Linked DNA regions of Zea mays: region 1 is linked to region 2. A link is a contact called in public Hi-C data. All regions are on one chromosome and are shown on one strand. Each heading gives the region's core, a stretch centred on a gene start, on an enhancer-like site or on the middle of the called end of the contact. The rest is flanking DNA. Distances are from core to core; before and after follow the strand shown.

The links. Hi-C and Micro-C count contacts between places; a contact is called where the count stands out from the background.
Region 1: a contact with region 2 is called in a Hi-C map of ear, with 3 times the contacts expected there. The contact joins the promoter of LOC100279412 here to the promoter of LOC100126430 in region 2. A contact is called at or near these places in 15 of 25 Hi-C or Micro-C datasets (bundle sheath, ear, endosperm and 4 more) and 2 of 3 datasets of contacts at active chromatin or transcription factors (leaf and seedling).

Annotation. Positions count from the first base shown.
Region 1 is chr9:134,761,909-134,764,757 of Zm-B73-REFERENCE-NAM-5.0, forward strand. It overlaps LOC100279412, which reads right to left and starts at 1,544. Exons shown (of 3, transcript NM_001317819.1): 1 at 1,365-1,544; 2 at 830-1,128; 3 at 258-727. The coding sequence starts at 1,094. The coding sequence ends at 576. LOC109942446 (a long non-coding RNA gene) reads left to right here and starts at 467. Exons shown (of 2, transcript XR_002265295.2): 1 at 467-759.
Region 2 is chr9:134,603,232-134,606,315 of Zm-B73-REFERENCE-NAM-5.0, forward strand. LOC100126430 (aberrant pollen transmission 1) reads right to left here and starts at 1,590. Exons shown (of 25, transcript NM_001112596.1): 1 at 980-1,590; 2 at 710-821; 3 at 305-601. The coding sequence starts at 1,128.

The DNA of each region.
Region 1 (2,849 bases), core at 294-2,793, 160 kb after region 2:
TCCTGCCATGCCATCGTGGCTACTGTGGTAATTAAGGACACGTGACTTACATCAGTTGTTCACAAATTAGCTTTGCCCGGATCATTGAGACTGTCAGGCACGATTGAACTTATCCACAATATTTTAAGGTCTTGGGCTCTCCCATGTCTGTCTAGATAAGACCATCCAACTCACCGAACAATGATTGCTCGCACATGCACATCAGTGTGGACCAGTCAGTGAATTCGTCGGAGGAAAGCAACATGCACCAAGAACAGTAGAAGAGCTAGTTGTAACATTAAGCTGTCTGCCATTACACATCATATACGTTTGCTTACAGAAGTGCACCCTAGACACACGAGGAGAGCAGCAGTAAACTAACAGCTGCATTCTTGTTATATTTTTTGGTCATTTCTTACGTGCATGCTATACAAAAGAAACTTCTACAGTAGTACAACTACTCACGTTTTTTTACTTCGACTTTGACAGACAGACCACGACGCCGACGGCAGCTGCAGCCAGTAGCAGATGCTGCTAGAGAGGCAGCAGCCTTCCATGTGAGTCACCGAGTCCCCATCAGGGGCCGGCCAGCGAACCTAGCGAGGCTGGTGGATCACGCGAGGAGCGCTGCTCTTGGGGCTGCCGGCGTACTTGGTCGGCTTCTCGGAGTGCCTGGGTTTCTCCCGGAACCCCCGCGGGGCGTCGCCGCTCTTCGGGGAACCCAAGTTCAGCGCCTTGAGCACCGAATCTGGCGGAGGAAAAGCACACCAACGTACGCGGGTGAGCTCACTATGATTCGTCTTTTAGGCAAATCTAAAAATCGGTGGAAGAGTAAGAGAGAGATCCGTACCTGTCTTAAGGGCGGCGGCGGCGGGGGCCTGCTCGCCGTAGAAGAGGTCCTCATCCTCATCGTAGGCAAGGAGGGCGACCAACTCGAGCTGCTCGGCTATCTCGTCCAGGTGGGCGTGCTCGCGGGACCAGTGGTCGCGGAACCAGGCGGTGGTGGTGATGAGGTCCCACCACTGCGGCGAGAAGTCCTCCACCTGCAGCAGCGCCGCCGGGATGAAGAGCGGCGCGTTCGGGTTCAGCGACGACGAAACCGCGACGGCACTCATGGTTCAACTTCAGCCCCTCAGGCCTCCTACCTTCCTGATGATTACAGCAGACAGATCCGGACGTATATCAGATCACGGACACAGGGGAGACCGAGCTAATCAAAGACAAGCCACGAGCTCTCCTGGTGGATGGAAGGATTCGACCACCCGCACCCGGGAAAGTAAAACACCACAGATCTAGAACGTGGCGATCTAGACTAGGCGCGAAAGCGACGCAAGGCTACGGATCGCAGCTAGTAGGAGGACGGAGGGCTCGTTCCCGGCGCTCACCTTCCTGTTCGTGGTTGGATGGATCTGATCTGCCTGCTGGAGCTGGGGAGCGAGGGGAAGAAGGCCTCGGCGACGGACAAGACGGAAAGGAGAACCAAACGAAATATCAACAGCGGAGTGAGTGGGGCCGCCTGGGGGCAATCCGCAGCAGGCAACGACCAGCGAGTGAGCTCCCAATGCCCTAGTGGACTCGGCGAGGACTCGCATTTATAGGTGGGACGGCACGCGGAGCCAGGCCCAGCGACCGAGCGAACCTTCCTCCTTGCTGCTGCTGGGCCGGACAGGAAAACGTGTCGCCGCAAGGCAGTTTCCGGGCTGTGCTGGGCCTGTCCGTCCGTGTGCGGCGGCGGCGACCATCGGTTGTGTCATCATATATATGTGAGCAAAACACAAATTCTTCAAATGAAAAAGAAAGACGAATCACAGGCACAGCACTCCCCGATAGGCTGTTACTGTCTGCCATTTCCAAAAATCTCAGATGGGTCACATAAATGGACTCGGAACAGTGGGAGAGCTAGAACCCCACCCCTACATCCGTCACTCGAAGTAGCGTTGGACTAGACATGATCGGCTAAGGATAGAGCCAACAATCAACAGCTACAATTGGACATGCCACGGTCAAGCGCCTGCTAATACAGAAGCAAAGTCTTTTTACCCTTCGGATGAAGTCGTGGCAGCAGGGGGCGTGGAGATGGTATTTTGATGCACTAGGGAAGTAGGGAACGAGTTTATGGCAATTAGGAGCATGAGGAGACCACGTGTGTGTGTGGCAAGTTGATAAGCCAGTTTTTTTAAGTCACGCCAATTTTTGAAGGAGCTTTAGGGTCTGCTATGAGAGTTTTTGGAGTTAGTTTGTCTCCAGCGATTTACCGTTTACGTATCCTACCTCCATTCCCATCTCATATGCATGATCTAGTGGAGACAAATTTACTGCTAGCACTTGGACACTATATTTACTTCCTCTAATCTGATTAAATCTCGGTGTCTCGAATGCACCATAGGTTAAAATTATGTCTTAATCATTTTACAAGTTATATATGATCTATATCTACATCCATCATACATATTATTGTTCTACATGTGGTATATTTTACTCTTTTTCCTTTAAAAGTAAGATGGAGGCCAGTCAATATTTGTGAAGATTGATCAATGAAAACAAATAAATATGGATGTAAATGGTATATATATTATTCGTCTGTAATAGAATTCGATCTGTCTAAGAGGGATAAGATTCGATCCTTATTCGAATTTGGATATTCAGTTTTCGATCCGTATCTGATTTATATTCATATCTGTATATTCAAAGTTGGATATTTAAGATGTCGATGTCACTCAAATCTTATCCATCACAACTCAATTATACCATTATAAGAATTGGGTTTCGCCAAATTACCATCAAATATAAGGGTTTCGTCCAAGTGCCATTATCAACTGAAACACCCACACTTAAATACCATTTGATTATTTAACAGAAATAAAAAACAA
Region 2 (3,084 bases), core at 340-2,839:
AATTAGACTATTTGGATATGAATCTATCATATAGAATGTACCAAAGACTGAACCAGAACCAGAGCACACATCTGCTAGCAAGAACTTGGCACAAAAGTCTATCAAGCGACTAAACCTTTGAGAATATGTCAGTATACAACTATGACACCTTATGAGCCTCTTCATTTCCAGCATTTGCTAATAATGACAGGGAAATAATGTTTATGGGATTGCTGGGAGAAAGATGTCATTCACAAAATTGTGAGTGTTCATAACAATATAACTATGATCGATGAAATTTAAGTATCTGTATAGTAGGCAGTACCTTAAGCCTCAGCTCCACTATGGATAATGACAACAGACTGGCCATGCTTGTTATGAGCCTCCATTTTACTTGTCCTTTGGATTTTCCTTTTGCTTTAGCTGTTGTGGTTGAGATCGGTTTGCGAGGGGCGGGTTTCTTCTTGTTAGTGGATTTCACAGGTTGCCTGAGGACAACATCCAAATCAGAGATTTGCAGTTGCAGGATTGGGCCATGGGTTAGTACTGTAAATCCCAGCTGGGTGATCGGTTTCCGCAGGCCAAGTCTAATTTCACCAATGCAGATAGACTCAACAGCGCCCTGAAATGCAGTGCAAACGCGGATGGGTCATATGTCAGGATTGGCATTGCCATTGGCGTGGACCGTGGAGGAATGAGAGGCCACGAAAGCAGGTAGGCGGGGAGGTACCTTCGGTGATGAAATGGTGATGTCCCTCAGGTAATTGAAGCCGTAGGAGCGGCAACCGATGGAGAGCTTGGCCGCGCGTTGGAGTACCCAGGCTACCGCCCTGGCGAAGAAGCTGCGATTGGAGTTCGCAACACACGAACTCTTGAGTGCCATTACCCCATCCCATTCCGAGAATTGAGAACATAACGTATACTCGTAAAGCGTAAAATAACGAACGATTTCATCCGGTGAGGCTTCGTGGAAAGGGGAGGAAGAGGGGAGCGAACGTACATGATAGCGACGCATCCGGCCGCAGCGGCGAGGGCGGCGAGGATGGCGAGCTTGAAGACGGAGAGGAGGAGGCCGTGGCGGAGGACGAGCTCGACGGCTTCCCAGGCGACGACGAACCCCACCAGCAGCTGCACTAGCCCAAGCATCATCTTCGACTCTCCTCCTCGGCCTCTAGCACTCCGTCATGGCATCAAACCCTTCCTTGCAGAAGAATGCGAGGTCGCCACGACGGCGAGCAATCGCGGCGCGCGCTCCGTGCGGGATCCGATTGGTCGAGGTTGTGGAAAGTTGAGGGGAAGCGCGGGGCTGAGCGGAGATGGTGCGGAATCGCGGACTGGAGTAATGGAGAGGAGAGGGTGGCCAGGAGCGGAGTGGGGAAGAGGTGGCGCGCCATTTCCGGGGGAAGCGAAGGGGGTGGCCGGTCCGGGTGGGGAGGAAAAAAGGTGCGGGCGGAGTGGCGCGGCGGTTACCCACGTCCGAGTCAAAATTCCATAAAAAACATACCCGGAACTGGCACGGGCGTACGCCCGTACCGCGCACAGCGCCGCGTCCAAGCCAAGCGCCGCGTGGACGGTGGAACGGTGGATACAGCGGGTCCTCAAGATCCAACATGGGATGGTTATTTACTCTATTGGAGATTGTTCCGTTGCAGGGAATTAAGATTTCTAATTTCTCAAGAAAAATAAACTAATTTTACTTAGAAAAATAAAAATCCCTTTGAAAAATAGGGTTTCCAAAATAGCCATAAGTGAATTTAATCTAGATAGGGATTGAGTGGATCTCACTCAATCCTCTTGGAAATTTAATCCTCTTAGGGTTGATTTGGTGACAAGGGGGTCACGAAAGATTGGAGGGGGTTGGGAAGAAAATAAACTAATTTTCCCCTCAATCCTCTCCAATCCCCCGTGATCACTGGTCACCAAATTAGTATTTATGGTTTAATCCCTGCCTCAAGTCCATTTGTTTAATCCTTGTCAAGTCATATACAAGACAAGATGATATAGAAGTGTCTTTCAACATATAAGTGATGTATTTCATCAGCATACAAGTGATATCTTTCTCTTTCAGCAGCAAAGTTCACGCAAATGTCTAGCGAGCACCATTATTACAGGGTTTAGTACATGATAAAGCATCAAATAGGGGAACTTATAGCATTACAGTCATAAGCTGCAGGTCCACTAACGAACAACAGGTCGTGTGTGTGCATCAAGGGATATGCTTCGCACAATACTATTGTGTGCTCCAACCATGCCAAGTTATCCTTAGAAACCCTGATCACGACCTGCTCAAAGAAGTGACATTTCAGCAGACCATAGTAAGATAAATACTACAAATGTTAAAATATGAATCCTGAAACATCTCCAAAACTGCACTGGAACTACTTACTATCCTAACTCTCCTTCTAGCTTTTGCATACAATTGACTGTTGATCACTAGTAAAACATAACATAAAAACAATAATTTCACCAAATTAAAGTGTCTAATATCAAAGCAACTAAACTAAAGCTAGAAACAGAGACTTTCTGCTCATGAGAGCAACACTGCAATTAGGTGTAACTTTAAATAGTGCACACTACAGGAATATAGAACTAAATATTCAAACAATTGTATCAACAGATTTTCGAGGCATGAAGCAGAGAATGTCATTTGTTCAATCATATATTATTCCAACACTTGTCCATGACGAGAGGAAGAAAAACATCTAAAAAACATAACAGTCATGGGAAATAAGATCATATTTTTTGGCATAATACTTTCCTAGAACATAAACAATTTGCTAGCAGCACAAGTACAGTTAGAACTTATTAATTGCTTGGTAGCTATTCTCAATGTGCATTGAAAGACTGAATTTCTATAGGCAAGTATGTAAAACAAATATTATTATAGCGAGAGACTGGCGCAAGTTGCTGGAAATACTATGAAGATGAAACAACGGTAAAGTGTGCTCTATTTCTATTCATTTTTGAACTAAAATTAATTAAGGGCTCAAGCCAATTGTGGTTGAACATTTAGATCGTGATACATTACCACCCTATCTGTGTGTAATGCAGTCGATCGTTGGCGAAGTTAATCATTAATCCATTGGCTCACCGGACAGTCCGGTG